Linked DNA regions of Mus musculus: region 2 is linked to region 1. The links are chromatin contacts, called in public HiChIP or PLAC-seq maps. All regions are on one chromosome and are shown on one strand. The core of a region is the stretch at or near the end of the contact, and the rest is flanking DNA. Distances in the headings are between cores, read along the strand shown. Region 1 holds the start of Usp33 (ubiquitin specific peptidase 33). Region 2 overlaps Pigk (phosphatidylinositol glycan anchor biosynthesis, class K).

Region 1 (6,328 bases), core at 2,829-5,328:
GAGCTGGCCAGCATCTGGCTGGGCAGAGGAGATAGGAAGGGTGGACATTCAATCCCAGCCCAAGGGTCCCAGTGAGAGAGCAGCCGTGAGGACACATACGGAGCAGATAAGGGGGCGGGGACCTCAAACTGAAGGTCAAGGGCCTGTGGCTGGGAAGACGATCCCTTGGGCAGAATAGCTCAGAACCTCCCCTGCCTGGGCTTACAGCTTGCTAATATACGTAATAAATAGGTCATTGTGTTGATTATTTGGGAGTGAGAACGGAGACAGATAAGGCATCATTCTTAAATTACAGCCTACAGTGCCCAGAAAAGAAATCATGATTCCTGTCCCACCCTGCCCCTAGTGTTAGGGGTAGACTCTAGGACTTCACGCCAGGCAAGTTCTCTGCAACTGGGTTACATCCCTTGCTCAATTGTAAGTGTTTATTTCATTTTTTAAGCTTTTGTGTGTATTGGTTATTTTTTTCTATTGTCATGATGAAAGACTGTAATCAAGGACTTATAAAAGAAAGACTTTACTTGGGTGTTATGGTTGCAGATGTTCAAAGATGGCAGAGCACAGGTGGAGGCGACTGGAACGGTAGCTCAAGCTCACATGCTGAAGAGCAAGCAGCAAGTGGTGCAGTGCTAAGGGCTTGTGGCTTTTGGAACCTCTAAACCTATTCCAGGAAGCTCACACCTTCTCAGTCTCCGCAGACAGCCACCCACGGCATCGAGTATTCAAATGCCAAAGGCTTATGGGATATATCTTACTCAAACGGCCACAATGTGTGTGTGTGTGTGTACACGTGTGTGTGTGTGCATGTGCATGCGTGTGTGCCTGCTTGAATTTCTGTGTACCGCATGCGTGCAGGAACCTAAGGAGGCCAGAAAAGGGCATCAAATCTCTTAGACTTGGAATTACAAGTGTTTGTGAGCCGCCAAGTGGCTGCTGGGAAACTAACTCAGGTCCTCTACGGATTCTGGGAAACACTCTCAGCTGCTCTTCAAGAGCATCAAGTGCTCTTAATGGTTGAGGCATTTCTCTGGCCCTTCCTAGCTTATTTTAAAATTATTATTATTATTATTATTAAAATTGTGTGTGCGTGTATACACGTGTGTGTGTGCGTGCATGTAAGTGATAGTATCTTTGGAGGTCTGGGTATCAAAGGTGGTCAGCTCGCCTAGTCTAGTGATAAAGGGGTTTATAGGCTGCTCAACGTGGGAATTAAACTTGAACTTTCTACAAGAGTAATGTGCTTACACACACACACACACACACACACACACACACACACACACACTGTGTACATATGCAATATTAATAAATAGAGTTAGTACTTTTTCTTGTTTCCTGTCACTATTGTGTAATCAGCCTTACCACAATCCGACCACCTTACCTTTCTCTCTCTTTCTTTCTTTCTTTCTTTCTTTCTTTCTTTCTTTCTTTCTTTCTTTCTTTCTCTCTCTCTCTCTCTCTCTCTCTCTCTTTCTTTCTTTCTTTCTTTCTTTCTTTTTTTTCAAGACAGGGTTTCTCTGTGTAGCCCTGGCTGTCCTGGAACTCACTCTGTAGACCAGGCTGGCCTTGAACTCAGAAATCTACCCGCCTCTGCCTCTCAAGTGCTGGGATTAAAGGTGTGCGCCACCACTGCCCGGCCCTGCCTCAGAAACTTACTCACAGTCAACCCCCTGCCTCACACACTCACTCAGCGTCATCATGCTGCCTCACACAGTCACTTAGCGTCATCCCCCTGCCTTACACATTCATTCGTGGTCATCCCCCTGCCTCTGAAACTCAATCACAGTCATTCCCCTGCCTCAGAAACTCCCTCACAGTCATCCCCCTGCCTCAGAAACTTTTTTTTTTTTTTTTTGGTTTTTTAAGACAGGGTTTCTCTGTGTAGCCCTGGCTGTCCTGGAACTCACTCTGTAGACCAGGCTGGCCTTGAACTCAGAAATCTACCCGCCTCTGCCTCCCAAGTGCTGGGATTAAAGGTGTGCGCCACCACTGCCCGGCCACCTTAGCTTTCTTGCGTGATAGATTATGCCCTCTTATTTCATGGGCCAAAAATAAAATGGAAAAAAAATTTCTCTTAAATTGCTCCTGGTGATTCATGCCTTTAATCTCACAAGTCAGGAGGGAGAGCTCAAGGCTAGCCTGGGCTACATAACAAGACCCTGACTTAAAAACAAAACACAGTAGTTACAAAGCACTGGCTGCTCTTCTAAAGGAATTGTGTTCGATTCTTTGACCCCATAGGTGACTCACAACCATCAATAACTCTAGTCTTGGGACCCAAGACCTTCTTCTGGCTTCCTAGGGCACCGGTTATTAAGATTATACACAGACATATATGTAGACAAAGCACCCATACAAATCAATCAATCAGTCAATCAATCAATCCTCCAAAAATAAACCCCACCTTTACAGTAAAAGTGCACACTGAGGACCTCTGTCTTCTGGGCAGCTCGTGGCGGCTGCCATCTTGAAATCAGAAAGCAGTAGTTAGCAGCATGAACCCTCACATCCTGTGCCCGTTAGCATTTCCCCATGGACACAATGGCGGGCACCCAGGCTTATGCAGCACCTCCTATCTCTGAGGGTATAAATGTAGTTAACAATGCTGGAGGCATGGGAGAGACTCATTGTTGGTATAGCTACCCTTAAGTGGTCTATGCTTGAATGACCCCCAATTAAAACACTTATTTGGCCTGATGTTGTTATATCTGGGTAAATAAAAATGAATTTCCTGGGGAAAACCATTCAATAAAAATTGAAAGCCGGGTGTGGTGGCACACGCCTTTAATCCCAGCACTCGGGAGGCAGAGGCAGGTGGATTTCTAAGTTCGAGGGCAGCCTGGTCTACAAAGTGAGTTCCAGATCAACCAGGGCTATACAGTGAAACCCTGTCTCGAAAAAAAAAAATGACAATATTACTGATTTGGATATCAGTGAAAGCAAACGAGCAATATCTGGAGTAGGCCGAGGGTAGAGTGGTGGTAACCATGGGGCCTCCCACACAGCTTCATTCCCTTGCGCCAAGCCCCAGACAGCAAGGAGTATCATGGTTAACATCCTCTGATTCCACTAGCAGAATAATTAGAAGCCCTCAGATTAGTCGCCTGCTTCTGATGGAGACTGGCATTTTGCACAATATTTAGATACATGCTCCCAACCAACTTTGGGGTTAATCATATAGACATGTCTTACTCTGTAATCCAGGCTAGCCTCAAACTCACAATCCTGCCACAGCCTCCCAAGTGCTGGCTTTACCGGGGTACACCACCATGCCCAGCTGACAAACTTTTTCAGCTTTGCAGTTTGAATTCACATATTATAAAATCAAACAGTGAGGGGCTAAAAAGATGACTCCTGGTTAGGACCACTGGCTGCTCTTCCAGAGGACACTGGTTCAATCCCCAGCACCCAGAAGGCAGTTTAGTTCACAGTTGTTTGTAACTCCAGATACAATGGATCCGACATCTTCACTGAGATATGCATGCAGGCAAAACACCAATGCATATAATAGAAATAATTGGAAAAATATTAAAAAGTGAATGTAACAGTCACATAAGTGGAAGGTTTTTTTTTTTTTTCCTATTGCTCTAAGTACCAAGAAGATCTCAAGGTTTCAGTAACTATTTCATTTGATCTTGATTTAACCTAGTGGAAAATGGTAGAGATTAATTTCTTCTTTGTATATATGGCAAAGAGAAATGCATTTGCTTCCAGAAAATGTAGGTCTTAAAGGAGTTATTAGAAAAGCAAGGTTTAGGACTAGCCTCACACTGCAGCCCAGACTGGCTTCGAAGTTACCGCAATCCTCCTGCCCCAGCCTTGAGCTAGCCACTTCATATTGCAAACTTCAGACCTTTCTGAGGCTTTCCGTACTGCGGAGTTTATAATGCACCGCGACGAGACCTTGGGAAGCTGTCTTGTGACTGCAGAGGGTGGGAGAATAGGAATAAAAGCAGAAATGCGGCCGAAGTGGTGTACACGTCAGCTCAGGTTGCCTGTCTAGCACAGGCCTAGCGGAGAACCGAGGCCAGGCCCGAGGCCCCGCCCCGGGGCGTGTCTCCCCAAGGTCCCGCCCCCAGACGCCCGCAGCGGCCGCGGAGACACCGGAAGGAGCGGCGGCTGCCGAGGGAAGCGTCGGGCAGCGGTCGGGTTCTGCGGGCCGCGCTGCGGAACCGTTTTGCGGCCCTGCGGATCCGAGCGCTCAGGCTCCGAGGAGGAGTGCGCTGGGCGGCGGGCTGAGGTGAGCGCGGCGGACGGGCGGGCGGGCGTGCGGCGGCGGCGGGCCGGAGGGAGGGCGGGCGCGGCCGGGCTGAGGCTCGCCCCGGCGCGCGGCCCGGGCGGCTCGGTGGTCAGGGATCCGGGTCGGGGGGCGCGACCTGTGCGCGCCGCCCCGTTATTCATTGCTACGAACGGGAAAACCGAGGTGTCACCGTCCCAGTGGCGTGTCTTCGGCCGACGCAGCGTTTGGGTCGAGTCCAGTCGTAGCGTCTGTCGGTCGCAGCTTTTGTTCGGGTCACATTTCCACGGTGTGAGTGCTTTCCCAAGCGCTCAAGCATTTTTCAAATACAAAATGCTCCTCGTCGGAAAATTCGTCATGTTGACCTGTTAGGCAATGTGATTGATTTGATTGCCTTAGGGGCTTTGCACACAACTGAAGATTAGGGTTTACATTCTGTCGGAATCAGTATTAGGCCTGCGAAATGGAGCCAGGGGCTGACATCCTGGCTGGAGCAGAGTCTAACTAAACTGAAGACGCGTTTTACCAAAGGTCTCGAGACTTAGTGCTTAATGTAGAATTCTAGAATGTTCTCTCTCTCTCTCTCTCTCTTTTTTCTTCTTTAAATTTTTTCGAGACAGTCCAATGTCTGGCCTCCCAAGTCCTGATCCTCCTGCCTCCATCTCCCAAGTTGCTGGGATTCCAAATGTATTGCCACCATGTCATGCCAGATATTTTTTTGTTTGATCTGACAATTTTTTTCTTTACGAAAAACCTGTTACCAAAGATAATGAGAGTCAGGGTAGACTGCTCAAGCCTAGAGATGCCTTTGGCAGAAGATAACATTTGGAAGGTGGAGGAAGGTAGAGAAGGACTTCCAGGCTAGCCTAGGCTACAGGAGCCCCCATTTCAAAGCAAGCAAGCAAGCAAGCAAGCAAACCAAAGAGGCAGGGGAGGGGAGGGAGAGGGAGAGAATGAGACCATTTCTCCGAGTGTCTTCTGTGGTTGAGGGTGCAGTTGTATCTTATGGAAAGGTCAGAGCAAATCCGATGATTGCAGCAGGCTATTTGATCTTATGAATGCTGGCAGTGAGTTTGTACTGTTAATATAAGTATGGAAGAATGAAAATTTTATAACTTGTTTCAGTAACTTATACTATGCCGATAGTTTTGTTATTTCATTTACTTTGGCAAGATGAGAAAAACTACACAAATATACATGGGGGCTATATTTATGATTGCATGCTATTTTTTTTTTTTTTTTTTGGTTTTTCGAGACAGGGTTTCTCTGTGTAGCCCTGGCTGTCCTGGCACTCACTTTGTAGACCAGGCTGGCCTTGAACCCAGAAATCCGCCTGCCTCTGCCTCCCGAGTGCTGGGATTAAAGGCGTGTGCCACCACGCCCGGCTTGCATGCTATTTTTTGATCTGCATTGCCAGTTTTCAGTTACTTTCCTTTTTAGTTCATGTAGTATATGAATAAGCAAATCTCTCCACATAGTTGCAGCAAGTAGGTGATTTGCTGTTTTCAGGATCCTTTCACTTACAAAATCTTACTTGATTCTGTTCCTGTCCTCTGACGAATGCCAAATAGCCTTTTCCCAAGTCAGAGTTTCAAGCTTGTGTAAGGATCAGCCTTTCCTTCTGAAACAATATTGCCAAACCAGCCTGTACTAGAAATTAGAATTCAGGTGGATTAAGGCTGAGCCAGGTCGTGGTGATATGCACCCCTTTAATCCTAGCACTTGGGAGGCAGAGGCGGTCTTAACCTCTGTACATTCCAGGCCAGCCTGGTCTACAGCGAGAGTTGACAGCCATGGCTACACACACAAACCCTGTCTCAATCAGTCAATCAAGCAACCAAGTGGAATAAAGATTATAAAATTATGAGAGACTTAAATGCAGCGTTTTAAAAGCTTGAGTTTTTTTTTTTTTTTTTTTTTTCTTTTTCTTTTTTTGAGACATGCTGGCCTTGAAATTGCTTGCGGCTCAGGATGACCTTGAATCCCTCTGGACTTGCACCATCTCCTGTGCTGGGACTGTAGTGCTTACCAACCTGCTGGTGCAAGAGTCTGTGCTGCAAGAAAATGACGTAAAATGCTCAATGATGTCTA
Region 2 (6,328 bases), core at 1,577-4,076, 410 kb after region 1:
GGGGTGGCCCTCATTTACTTGATTAAACAGGGATGCAAACCAGAGACCAGAAGTGAGTTGGTGAGCCATTTAGACTGGGTTTTATTAAATTAGTATATCAAGCTTTTGGGGTGGGGGCTTTTATTTTAAAGCCAGCAAAGTAATGGATTTGGCTCTGGCACCATTTTGTGTGCTAGCTGGAAGTGTTGTCACAATGCCAGCTCTGCCTGTATCTCAGTGAGTTTTCTTTGCATCTCTTTTCTGTTGGTTTCAGAGTCTCAGATCATACATTAGGTCTTTGGTCCACTTTGAGTGAAGACTCATGTGAGGTTGAGGAGAACGGGAATGGCTCCCTTTTGTTTCCCACATTTGGACGTCTGTTCCCCCAGGACTGCTGGCTGGCACTGCTCTGTTTCCAGTGTTTTTGACTCTTATGGCTGTGCCGGTGTGCATTTATTCCTGAACCCTCTGTGTGTTTTTGCACCAGTGCCAGGCCCTTTCCCTGTGGTTGTGGGGTGAGATCTGAGGTCAGGAATTGTGACCTCTAGCATTGCTTATGCTCATCAGGGCTGCTTAAGCTACCCAGGGGCTTTTGGTTCCCACGACATGGTTTCTGCACGCAGCACAGTCGTCCCAGGGTAGCTGCTGACACCGTCCTCATACAGAAGGACAGTGGTGGTTGTGGACACTGCCCTCATATAGAGTGACAGCTGTGTGTGGACTGCCCTCACACAGAGTAACAAAATGGGATCCTGTCCACTGTTATCTGCCCTAGGGATTGGTAGCTCACCAGATAGGCAGCTGGGTTTCAGGCTCACAGACTGTGCGATTGTCCTGCTGAAGGAGGCTCTCCCACCCTCTTATCACAAGGGCCACTGGGCCTAGAGCCTCTACCCCTCCCTGTCCTGAGATCAGCCCAGCATGGCTGCAGTGTTTGTTGCCTGCTTTCTTCACATCTGTTAGCTGTTCTCTCTCCACCTCCCTCAGGTTCCTAAGCTGTCTGTCTCCTGGAGTATAGTCTGTTCTCACATGAACTCTCCTTAGCCATATCACAGACAGGCAGTTTTTAATCTGCCGTCTTACCCGGAAATCTTTTAAAGTTTAAAGTTTTTCTTTCTTCATGCCAAATATGTGTGCATTCAGAGTGTGAACATTTAGAGTGGCGTGGGACCGGAGCATGTGTTGGGAATAGCACATACCGCCCGTCTCTCAGCAGTTTCCTGCACGTGTACTTCCAGCCTGTGAGGAGTGTGTGAGGCCTGGAGTTGTAACTGCTGTAGCTATGCTGCATAAACATGATATATAGATTTAAATCACACCTAACTGAAGGGAAAGCTCTAACTTACTCTAAAAATAAGGGAAGTTGATTATGATTTTCTGTTTAGTGTGCACACTATAATTCATATTTTCTATATTACAGAAATGACTGAAATTCATCTTGTATAGCTTTGCTATGAAAGCTTTTTTCTTCATATTTCTTTGAAAATTAGCCATAGTCAAACCTTGACACTCCAGAGACTAGGTAACTTTTGGTCATAATGACTACATGAAAGCCACCAGCGAGTTACCTCAGGCGTGAAAACACAGCTGGCTCTCCTGGCTTTGTCATCACGCTTCCAGTTTCCTCAGAAGGAAACCCAGTGAGAGGGCTCTGTGGTACTGTGAAGGAGCTCAGTACCTCCCTGTCCCCAGAGCATTGCGTTCCTGTGGTGAGGTGGAACGGCAGCATTACTCAGTGTGGAAGGGAGGGGTCGGCTGACCTGACACTGGCTTGTCGAAAGTTGACACGTGGTAAAAATGTGTGTCTTACATAGTTGAACTGCCAAGAAAGTGGGTCTCCATGGAAACACGACAGGCTTTTCTGCCCTGCCCCCATTCGATGGAAGGAGCGTGGCTTCCTCCAGGACTTTGTCATGGTAGCAGCTGGTATTAAGTGTCAGTTGACATGCAGCTCAGCCTCTGTCTCTAAGAGAGGATCAGTGAAGGCTTCTCCTGACGTCAGACGCTGAGCTCAAGGACCGCCATTGCCTTGTTGGTCCGACTCATGCAGTGCCCAAATGCACTGTATCCAAGTGTGCCTCCATGGGGTTCTGAGTCCCTCATCCTGCTGCTGGCATGCTTGTGAGCGGAAAACATTTGCAGGAACCTGCCACCTGTGCCGTGGACCGCCCACTGCCCGACCCCACTTGCCCTTGGGAGTCGGAGGTGAGGTGGTGCGGAATCAATGGCACAGAACTACCACATCCTCTCCCTTATGGTCTTAGGTTCAGTCCCCCTCCTGAGAGCTCCTTCCTGGTTTCCTGGTTTCCACTGTGCTCACAGTTAGCTCACAAAGGAAGACTTGAAGCTACAGTCACCATGCGAGAGGGATCATGCAGACTTTGTCTTTCTAGACCTGAGTGAGCTCACTCCATTGCTGGGACCAAGTTCATGGTTTCCTTCTTCCTTACAGGAGTAATAACCCATTCCCTCTTTCTAAGGTTTAATGTGTGTGTGTGTCTGTGTGTGTGTCTATGTGTGTGTGTGTCTGTATGTGTGTGTCTGTGTATCTGTAATGTGTGTGTGTGTGTGTGTATGTGTGTGTCTGTGTGTCTGTAATGTGTGTGTGTGTGTGTGTGTATGTGTGTGTGTGTGTTTTGCTTGTGATCATGTATGTATCCACAGAGTCCAGAAAAGGGTATCAGGTTTCCAGGAGCTGGAGTTACAGGTCCTTGTAAGCTGCTTGGCTGGATGCTGGGACTGAACTCCATCCCTCTGCAAGACCACTTAATGCTCTCACCCACTGCCTGCTCACCTCAGCCCGCTGCCACCTTTTCCTGTGGGCAGTAGAGGGAGATGGCAAGTGTCTTATAGCAGGACATGGAGACCTTCAGGTGTGCCCTTGAGCGGGACAGCCAGCACCTGACATGCCACATGTCTGTTCCTGTAGCTCCCACTCCCACCAGCGCGCTCCTCGTCCCCACATCTGTGCCAGCATTTGGTTAGTTGATCCCCTGATGACTATGGCCATTCTGAGAGTTGTGAGGTGGATTCTGAAGGTGGACTTAATCTGCATTTCCCTCATGGCTGAGGATGTTGAACACTGTTAAAGGTGTTTCCTAGCCGCTTATAACTACTTGAACATGTTAAAAATACAGCTAAGGGATGGGAGCTTTTCTGTGCCTTCAAAATATATTATATATAATTTAATTTACTATATATAAATAAGCTAATTTGCCTTCTTTGGTATATATTTTAGTTTCAAGTAATTGTTTCAAGCTGTCTCGTTCAAAGGGTTATATCAAATTGTGGGTTTGGACCTGTTTCTGGAATTTCTTCCTAATGTCCTTGGATTACTTTAGATAATGTGTTTTGAATTATTTATTGATTTTATTGTTAGTATCAACCATAGAACAACCTCTGTTCTTACAGTTGTTTTCAATTCTTAGAAGAATGCTTTGGCCTTTAGGCCCCAATAAGCTCTGTCAGTTTATACATGAATAATCTGATTTCAGCATGGCATTGTGGGAGGAAACACTCTTGAGTCAGAGATGGCTTTATGTATGGGCACTGTAAATAATTTTAGAGACTTGTTCTAAGAGTGCTTCAGTAGCAGAGTAAAGAGTTTCTGAGGCCACTGGGCATCTAAGATAGAGAAACAAGGACACAAAAGGAGGATTGTAAACTGATTTTGTGAGCTTCTCTTGAGCCTGCTCTGTCTTTTTCAACTTCACAGAGGGGTTGGGCAGTATTTTAATCACTTTCAGCACAGATTGTAGCTTTGCTGTGTTGGATTCAGAACCCTTCCACAGTGAAGAGACTCGGCTTGTATCTGTGAAATGCCATTGTCTGAGACACAGTGACACAAGGAAAAACGGCACAGCCTCCTGTGCAGAAATTGTTCCTTCATGAAATGCTGTCAGTAGAGCTTCTTAGCCCAGTCTTGGAAAGAGAAAATGGAGAGATAACCTCTGGAGCCAGTGAGTGTCTTAGAGCTCTCAAAATCTTAAGTAAAAGAATGACCTTAAGAAGGAGAACACACATTATTCATAAGAGGAAAGAAGGAGGTGTTTGGGGTTCCAGCCATGCGTAAGTTGGAATGAGCACCTGTAGTTTTCTCAGAATTACAAATGCTGAGTAGAGAGCTTGGTGACCTTATGCACCATGATTAGGAAAGCGACAATTCTATGAGAACAGAGGACGTTGTGAAGAGGAGGGTGGGGACACGGTGCCCAGAAGTGTTAGATGTGGACAAAAAGAGTAAGGAAGGGCTTTATGAAAGCAAGGGAGTATTTAAAAATCCCACCCCGGTACATCGGCTACTTTATTAAGTAAGCTGCAGTTCGTTTCAGCTACAGAAGAGGGCGCTCTTGAACTGAAAACTCTCCCTTGTAAATTAGCTCATCTCCTTGATCCAACTCCAGATTAATGGCCATTACTAATCCCAGGAAAGCCAACATAAATAATCTTCAAGAGAGAAAGAATTCAGCAAATGTACAAAGTTAATACCAGAATAAAATAGAAAATTAAGATAAAACCTTATTAAAGTATATATAACTTATATACATTTTGTTATGTGTAGGCACTTTCAGTGGAGAAAAGCAAAAACAGAAAGAAGGGTTGAGGAGAAGTTTAAGGACCTGAGTTCAACCCCAGGGCCTTCATAAGAAGGCTGGGTGGGGGCATGTGATTGCAATCCCAGTATTGGGGAGGCAGACATAGGTGGCCCTCTGGGGTTCACTGGACAGTCAGCACGGTCACCAGCAAGGCCCACGCCAGGGACAGACAGGCTGTCTCTAAAACCACGTTGACGGGGCTGAGGAATGAGGTTTTCAGACATGCGCACTCATATCGTATACAAGCGCCTGCACATGCATAAACACACACAGAGGGCTGGGATATAAAAGAAAACACAGAGGAAGGCCAGCTGGAGCCCTGGAGTGTGAACACGGTATTACACAAGTGTCTGTGTAATGAATGAACTCACTGAGAGAGTCATGACTGAAAGAGACAAACAACAGAAATGTCTGGAAGAACCCAACTGGACTCTGGAAAGACAAAGGCAAAATAGAGAAAATCACCTTGGAAGTGAAAACTAAATTACAAGACACCCAGGGGAGGAGTGTGTTACCACAAGTTCAGTGAAAGGAATAAAGACTAGAAATAAGAGCCAGGAAAATAACACTGAAATGTGAGGAAGAAAACAGGAAAAATCAGAGAGAGAGAGAGAGTCTGGGGGGGGGGTCCATTATATTTGCTTAATGCTTAAACTAGAAAATCAAATGGAATAGAAATAGAAATAGCGTTAAAAACTGTACTGGAAACCTTTTCAGAGCTCAAGCAGAATGTGTGCATTGAAAGGTCTTATGTCGTGGGTACCTGAGAGGGACTGTCTACCCTGCCAATCCTCCAAGTATGCTAGGGCGTCACCTCAGCAGAAGCAGGGAGGAAGAGGCCTCCCGAGCCTCCGAGTGAGAAACGAAGATGCAGGAGTACAAGGGTAACAGTGCGTTAGGATGGAAGTCACCTAACTGGAAAGAACATCGAGCCAGGTTCCTGGAAACAGTGTGCAACCTGTGGAAGAGAACCAGTATTTCCAGGAAAGTTATGAGCGGTTGATTTAACCACTGTGAGACTGGTGAGCTACATGAGACTCAGTGTGAATTACACACTGTCTTTGAAACATTGTTGACATTGTGAAGGCATGCTGAAATACATAATAACTGATGGTGTCTCAACTTTCAAATGGTTCAACAAGAAAAATTTAAAAATTAGAAAATTGCTCATTTTTTTTCACAAGTTTTTTCTTTTAAAAGCTTTTTCTGTTGAACTGGCTCTCATGTATTAGAGGCTGCCCATAAACTCCTGTGTCCCTGAGATTGGTCTTGAACCTTGGTCCACCTGATATTACCTCCCAAGTGTTGGGACTAAGTGTTTTAATTAGTATATATATTTAATTAGTATATAATTTAATTAATTATTATGTATTAGTTGTCCACAGCAATGGATTTCATTATGTCGGTTTATGCATGTGCATGGTGTATGTCGGTCATATTCACCCCAGTTCTGCCAATCCTCTTCCCAGCTGGCTCCCCTATGCTTTCTTGTCTTGCCTTTGTCTATCAGTTGTGGTGACCCTGTGAGTCTCCTCAGGGCTGTCTGCAGGAGCGTGGGCGGAAGCCTGTTTACAGAGCATGTACACCTTATAGCTACAGGGCTGTGGAAATTCTGTCTCCTCCCCCATCAACTTTTAACTGCCTGTGAGTCCTGGAGAGGGTGGGGCTCCACGGATCCCTTGCTCTTCCCTGGAAGGGTCCTGACAGACCCAGCCTTGCAGTCCAGTGCAGATGTCAAGGCTGCTGTGGGTCTG

Evidence for each region. HiChIP or PLAC-seq counts read pairs in DNA pulled down with a chosen protein or histone mark.
Region 2: a contact with region 1 is called in an H3K4me3 HiChIP or PLAC-seq map of the 230-238 cell line, with 13 read pairs. The contact joins the enhancer-like site here to the promoter of Usp33 in region 1. A contact is called at or near these places in 17 of 39 promoter capture datasets (the 3T3-L1 cell line, the C10 cell line, the HPC-7 cell line and 11 more), 4 of 484 Hi-C or Micro-C datasets (the G1E-ER4 cell line, Th1 cells and cortical neurons), 18 of 115 datasets of contacts at active chromatin or transcription factors (the 230-238 cell line, the NIH/3T3 cell line, bone marrow-derived macrophages and 13 more) and 5 of 9 other capture datasets (adipose tissue, embryonic stem cells, liver and 2 more).

Annotation. Positions count from the first base shown.
Region 1 is chr3:152,342,400-152,348,727 of GRCm38.p6, forward strand. It overlaps Usp33 (ubiquitin specific peptidase 33), which reads left to right and starts at 4,079. Exons shown (of 24, transcript NM_133247.3): 1 at 4,079-4,240.
Region 2 is chr3:152,757,000-152,763,327 of GRCm38.p6, forward strand. All of the region lies in intron 9 of Pigk (phosphatidylinositol glycan anchor biosynthesis, class K), which reads left to right. Among named protein-coding and RNA genes, the nearest start is that of Gm40181, 4.1 kb to the left of the region's middle. Within about 2 kb of position 2,827, at least 11 of the 459 cell types and tissues checked have an H3K27ac peak or open chromatin away from gene starts, as enhancers often do. A contact at or near this core is called in the 230-238 cell line, where this site is marked.